Regions from separate parts of the Mus musculus genome. Here region 1 is linked to region 2. Evidence: chromatin contacts called from public Micro-C data. All regions are on one chromosome and are shown on one strand. The core of a region is the stretch at or near the end of the contact, and the rest is flanking DNA. Distances in the headings are between cores, read along the strand shown. Region 1 holds the start of Tjp1 (tight junction protein 1). Region 2 holds the start of Klf13 (Kruppel-like factor 13).

Region 1 (3,321 bases), core at 108-2,607, 1.4 Mb after region 2:
CCTTGTATCTGCCAAAGAAACAAGGTCCTGTCAAGAATTCAGAAATTTCCATCTATTCTCAAAGGTTATGATTAAGTATTTCAAATAGAAAACTACATAAAATCACCACCTGTTTAAGCTGTTTGAATAACGGATTGATTTTTCTCACACTGTATGTCTGTCATTGAAAAAGCAAGCACTTTAGGATTTTTTTTTAATTAAAACGTACAAAAGAAGGATTCTACTTCATCTTTAAGAATTTTAGCCTAATGTAATAATAATATAACACACTGTCAAGAAGCACACTTCAAAGCACACAGGAAAATAGGCAAGTTGTTTTGTGCAGAATTCACCGGGCTCTTTTGGTTTGCACCCATCTTACTGTCCATGTGTAGGGACACTTTGTGCTACTTCTGAAAGTTGAAATTAAAGTGCTTAAAAACTTTCCTCCTTCTGTGGCCTCACATAAATAATAAACCTCAAAATAAACCATAGCTACTCTAGAGCTGAGTGTTTTGCTGTCTCCAAGCTTTATCGCTGCCATTGCGCATACCGCAGCGGGTGACATCAGATCGAAACTATAGGGTTTCGTCGGGTACCAACCACTCCTCCAGAGCCAGCCCCGCGGCTACCCACCCACCCTCCTGCTGCAGCTGACACCCCCGGGTCTCCGCAGACACGCTCCCGGGACCTGAGAATCCTCACCCGGGGCGACTTTCCAGGCGCGGGACCTGTTGCACGTCGCCTCCCAGCGCGAGCCGGAGCCAGGCACCGGCAGCCGTGCACCTGCCCGGGCGGCAGGCGCACCCCCAGCCCGCCCTCCCGCCTTCCCTCACCGCCCCGCCGCGGTCGCCCCCGGCTGCCGCCGCGGGGAGGGCGGGGCGAGGCTCCCCCGCCGCCCCCCGCCGCCCAGCCCGCCGCCCGGCTGGCCGAGAGGTTCTCACCTTAGCGGCCGCGGCCCTGGCGGACATCTTGTCTCTCTCCGCGCCGCGCGAAGCTCCTCGGACCCGAAACTCCGCGCCGCCGGCCCGCCCGCTCCTCACGCCACCGTCCGCATAAACATCTCCCGGGGACGAGCGGGGCAGGGGCGGGGGAGGCCGGAAAGGCCCGGCCCACGGGGAGGGGATTCAAGTGGGACAAAAGTCCGGGAAGCGTCCGCCCCGCCCGGGCTTCTCCGCGGGGCACACCCGGCCGCCTGCTCGGCCTCCGCCGCCCTCCGCCGGCTCGCCGCTCCGCAGTACCCGGGCCTCCGGCTGTCCCCTACACCCTCGGGCGTCTCCTCCAAAGCCTGCTCCCGCACGTAACTTCCCCGGAACGCGCGGCCGCCGAGAGACGTGCCGTCGGCGGGCAGAGCCGTCGCGGGCAACTCAGGCGGCCACGCAAAACCTGCCGGACCGGGCCACTGAGCATGCCCAGCCGGCGGGGGCGGGGCCTCCGCGAGGGGCGGGGCCAGGCCGGGTCCGACCCCCGCGCGGAAGGAAAAGCTCGGCTACCCAAGTTACTTGCTAGGCGGTTTCCGCTGCCGCGCGATCCATCCTGTTTGTTTTTATCACAGATCCGGCAGAATTCGATTCACCCCCACCCCCGAGAACCCCAAACTCCTGTGTACTAAAGCTTTTTGACTCCCTACACAGACTTGTCTACTTTCTCCTCAACCAGCAACCCCAGATGGGCCCCACGCAGGAGTGTGACAATTAAGGTCGGCCTGGCCAATACCCAACTGTGGTTTCTTTAGCCTCGCAAGTAACAATGGTCACAACTGTCACCATGTGTCTCGGCACTGTTACCCCATTGGAGATATGTTTTTGTTTAAAGCACAACAGAAGCGTTCTAGAAGGCTCAGGACAAACCGACTGCCTTAAATAAACCAGGTACAAATCTGGACACTGAGATAATCCCAGCCCCCTTCTCCCGCCTCGCTAGACAGGGATCTCAATAGAATATTTTAGGCTATCAAGATTGCTGAAATTCTTGGCCCCTGAAGAGACAGAGCAGGCTGCCTGCCTTTCTAAACCAGAAAAGGATGTAAGGACACGCGGAATTCAACAAGTTCAATAGGCCACTGTGCAAACTTAGGCCAACTGTCTTGCTGAACCAAAAAAAAAAAAAAAAAAAAATTAGGTAGAAAACTATTTCGAGCTTCATTAATTTACATTCTGTATACTGCAAAGCTCTTAAGGAATATTAGAAAAATTTAGTAACATTAGATAACATCCTAAAGTACCTAGCATAGTGCTACAGTAGCCATACAAGGAAGAGGGAGACAGAAGCATCGGCTTTTAGACTATTGTTGTCTTTTGAGAATTCAACTATATGACCAATTTAAACCTAATTCTAACTTGGAAATATCCATACATGAAATGTAAACATCAATTAAGGTTTCAAAGTCAAGTATTTTGTAACTCTAAGCCAGCTGAACCAGAAAAGAGCATCGTGCAAACCAAACCCTGTTTCTCGGCATGTAGGAAAACAGTTAAAGTCAGTTTTGTTTTTTGTTTTGTTTTGTTTTAGTTGTGGTGTGTGTAGTTATTTCACAGGCAAAGTGTCCTGTGTTCTCTCAAAGGGGGTGATTAAATTTATCCTATGAGAAAACAGCATTATAAAAGACTTGGGTGTGCTGTGGCTGAGAAAGCGGTTCCTGAAGGACTTTCATACCAGGGAGGGCATTACCATTTAATAAGAGATGCACTCTGCAAACCTGCCTAGCAGTTTGATGCGCCTACTCCTTCCCTTTTCTCTTTGGTCAATCAGTTTATCAAGTCTATTATGTAAGCTAAATATTAGATCACTACATCGTGTCTACATCTAATTTACCTGATTGGTCTTATCTTGCCATGGCTTTAAAAAAAAAATGAAATCAAGGAAAACCATTTCACTTTCAGAACACTTTGCTTTAAAAAGTGTGTCAATTAAAAATTTCCAAATAATGTAACCATTCTTAAAATTTTTCCAGTGGTATTTTGAGTAACCAAATTAAATTATCTAACATGAACTATAAGCTGCACTAGGTAAGTTGAATAGATTTTTTTTTTTTCTGAAACAGGGTTTCTCTGTGTAGCCCTGGCTGTCCTGCAACTCACTCTGTAGACCAGGCTGGCCTCGAACTCAGAAATCCGCCTGCCTCTGCCTCCTGAGTGCTGGGATTAAAGGCGTGCACCACCACGCCCGGATTCTTTTTTTTTTTTTTTTTTTTTTTTTGTGAATAGATATTCTTAATATCTAAACCAAACTATATTTGTATATCTTTTCCAAATAGCAAGGGAAGGGTCCCATCATTTACAGAAATGAAGGTGCGGGTGCCATCATGAAACCTATTAATTTGTATCCTAACAAAAATAATTT
Region 2 (3,610 bases), core at 205-2,704:
AGGAAGAAGAGAACGAAGAATGTGCCGAGTGGCTGAAGGGAGCCCTGTCCCCGCGTGAACTTCGCCCGCCCCAGCCGGCCCCTCCCTCGCCAGAGCCCGCCCGGAGGCCTGGGAAGAGGGGTGGCGAGACTCCAGCTCCCCGAGCACCTACGCCCCAAAAGGGAGCGCCGCCTGCCCCCCCCCCCAACCACCTCTAGCGCACCTGCCCGCGCCGCCCGCAGCCCGGATGACGACATCTACCCCCGCGGCCCCGCCCCAAGAGCCTGGGAGGGGGCGTGCCCGATGGGGGCGCGGTCGCCGAGAGGGCGCCGGCTCCAAGCGCCACGGCCAGCGTCACGCGAGGCCAGAGCGCCAGGACAGGGGCGCGGCTGCGATCGCCCTCAGCTCATGGCTCCCCGCCCTCGGCCCCGGCCCCCTCTAGCGCTGGGCCCGAAGCTCTGGGGGCGTGGCCGGTCCCAAGCAGTCCCTAGTCCGCGCGTTCGCGGCGTCCCCGCCGCCCCACTGACCTGTGTGAGTTCTCAGGTGCGCCTTGAGGTGCGAAGATTTCCCGTAAACTTTCTCGCAGCCCGCGTAGTGGCACTTGTGCTTCCTCTGCGGGGACTCGAGGTCCGCGCGGCTCCGGCCTCGCCGACCCCTTTGTCTGAGGCCAGGCTCGCCGCTCCCCGCGGGGCCGGGCTCCTGCTCCAATGCCGCCTCCGGCTCGCTCCACGCGGGGCTGGGGGGCGCGGCCGGCGCGCCTGCTTGTCCCGGGGAGGCGGGCTCTGGGCCGGGTGGCGGCGCAGGGGGCGCAGGCGGCAGGCGGCAGGGGGTCCTCGCCTTGCGCGCAGCGGCCCCTTCTCTGCGTTCCGCGGGGGCGGGCGCCGGCGCCTGCTGGTTGAGGTCCGCTAGGATCCGAGCCACCACGAAAAGCGAGGCGCTGTCCTTGCCGTCGCGGCGCTCGTCAACGCGGGGCAGTGTGGGGGCGGCGGCGGCCGCGCCCTCGGGCCGGGGTTCAGGTCCTTCCCGCGGCTCGTGCACGACTGCGCGGCTGGACATGGACACGAGGCACTCGGCGGCAAAGTGGTCCACATAGGCGGCGGCTGCCATGCTGCGGGCTAGGGCGCGCGGTGCTCTCGCAGGAGTCGTCAGCGGCGCATCCGCACCCACGGCCTCCGGGAGCGGCGGGGGGCGGGGGCGCGGCGCGCCCTCTTCTCCGGCTGGGCTGGGCTGGGCTAGGCTGGGCGCGTAGCCGCTTCTGCCGTCACCCGCGCGGCTCCGCGTCCGCCTGGCCGGGCACTGGAGGGTGAGCGCATGGGGGGCTCCAGTAAGGAGGGTCCGCGTGCGGCGTCAGAGTCGGCCTGTCTTAGGGACGTCGAGCGGAGGCGACGTTAGGCACGACCCCTGCAAGTTGTGGTCGCAGTTCCACCGTGCATTGTGGCAGGCGGGACAGCCTCCGTGCGCGCCGCGGCTCGGTGTGGGCGGACCGGCCCCGGGGGTGGGCGGGGCCGGGGCCACATCTGGACCCGACGTCAGCCCCCAGCCACATCCTGGCGGCGCAGGTTACAGGCGGCAGCGGCCGCAGGGAGCAGCGCGCACGAAGGGGGCGGGGAGCCTGGAGCGCCTCAGGAGGGGCGTGGCCAGTGGTAGACGCGAACTCCATTGGCTCTTGAGTACTTTATGCAGCCAATCCGGTCCTCGAGAGGGTTCTACTGGCCGCGGGACCTGCGCGCGCCAGTGGGCGTGCCCCTGGGCCTGCAAGAGGAGGGGCGGAAATCGGAGCCGGGCGCGCGGCGCGCAGACGCATGACGTCCGAGGGTGGCGGGCCGCTGTGTAGCGGCGCAGGGCTGGGGCGCGTGCCTCCCGCAGCGGGAACCCCGCCGGCCCTTTCCATGCCAGAGCTTTTGTGAGCAGGCAGCAGTGGGTGGCACGAGGATGGCAACACTGAGCAAGACACCCTGTGGTCGCTCCGCCCGCCGGGAGTGCGGGCAAGGTGGCGTATCGGTCCCTATGGGACCTAAGCGGCCGACCTCGCCTATGGGCGGGACATTACCGAGCCTCACCCCACCGCAGCGGAGTTCTCTGGTGGCCGGGTTTGCATTGCCCATCTCCAGCCACCTCCTCACCCCGCTCCTATTGAGCTCCGGTTCTCTACGCAACCTTGGCCCGAGCCTTGTCACCACTGGGGCCGCCCCGCCCCCGCGCGGCCGAACTGCCCTTGAGCCTATGTTAACCTGGCTGATGCAGGACCCACCACTGCCAATGCTGAGGGAGTGAGCTACGTGCTGGGGCTGCGGTCGCGGCTGTTCAGGGAACACGGGGCCCCTTCCTCCCCCTTCCTGCCCCAGGCCTGCTGCCAACTTCTCCAGGCCGCCCCTCTCCCACCGCGGTCCTGGAGGCTTCAAACACCACCAGCTGCGAGGACCCCGCCCAGGGCGCCCCACCCATCCACTGTCTGGGCCTCTGAAGGAAATGCTCCGCTGCGTCCTGCCGGGGCCTTCCAACTAGGCCACCTTGCTCTAAAGTCTAGACACACATTCATGTTCTTTCCTCTCTGAACACTAGGCCATCATCAGAGAGACCCGTAGCTTCCAACTGCCTTTGAACCAATCTTAACACACTCAAAAGACTTTGGCCGCAACTGGCCTCTGACCTGTGAGGGTAGGATCAGCAGCCTCTCCTTTTCATTGTGGATGATACCTTAAAATAAGTCAGCCACCAAGTCAGGGAGACCCGACTGCCGGTTGGTCGACCCCAGTGAGCTAAAGAAGGGTCAGTCACCTCACTACTGGTGAAAATTAAGAACCATGGCTCTGATTTCAAGTTCTTCCCCAAGTTAAATGGGAGCCTAAAATAGAAAAGACTTTGATTTCTGATAATTGAGGAAACTGAACAATTTGGAATTTTCAGTTGTGAAACTTTAGGTTAACGTTTGAACACCCCGAGTGTGAGCACACACCCTGAATTTCCACACCATTGGGCTGCTGTTTTGTGGAGAAGCTGGATCAGGGCTTTGTAGGAGGGTCTCCACTTGGCAGAAAGTAGTCATCTTTGTTCCAGGCAGATTATGTTGATGGCATTTAAGAGACTGTGTCCTGACCAAGTGATGACTCAGATTGCTCCTCTGTTCCCACCACATGCCACAGACAGTCATCTCATTGGGAAAGAGCTGGCCCCTACACTGCCTTTCAGTCCATGCATGTCTTTCTGTCCCTCTGCAGCCAGGGGCATTCTGCAGTACATAAAATACTTTTTGGTTGGGCGTGGTGGCGCACGCCTTTAATCCCAGCACTTGGGAGGCAGAGGCAGGTGGATTTCTGAGTTCAAGGCCAGCCTGGTCTACAAAGGGAGTTCCAGGACAGCCAGAGCTACACAGAGAAACCCTGTCTCGAAAAACCAAAAAAACAAAACAAAAACACAAACAAACAAAAACACTTTTTGGTGGTGTCCTCCACGGTGGACCTTCCTGGGACATACATATTCACTGGACTCCTACATTATAGGTTTCTAGGATAGAACTGCATCAATCAACCCTTCTGACATACCCCATCCAAGCTTTCTTCCTGATGGTCTCCCAAAGGGTTTTCTCCTTTGGATATTATATACAAGAGGCATTACCTTGAGTGGTTTCTTA

The links. Hi-C and Micro-C count contacts between places; a contact is called where the count stands out from the background.
Region 1: a contact with region 2 is called in a Micro-C map of embryonic stem cells, with 13 times the contacts expected there. The contact joins the promoter of Tjp1 here to the promoter of Klf13 in region 2. A contact is called at or near these places in 1 of 39 promoter capture datasets (liver) and 2 of 484 Hi-C or Micro-C datasets (both in embryonic stem cells).

What each region holds. Positions count from the first base shown.
Region 1 is chr7:65,369,887-65,373,207 of GRCm38.p6, forward strand. Tjp1 (tight junction protein 1) reads right to left here and starts at 1,358. Exons shown (of 27, transcript NM_001163574.1): 1 at 924-1,358. The coding sequence starts at 950.
Region 2 is chr7:63,937,461-63,941,070 of GRCm38.p6, forward strand. Klf13 (Kruppel-like factor 13) reads right to left here and starts at 1,455. Exons shown (of 2, transcript NM_021366.3): 1 at 507-1,455. The coding sequence starts at 1,086.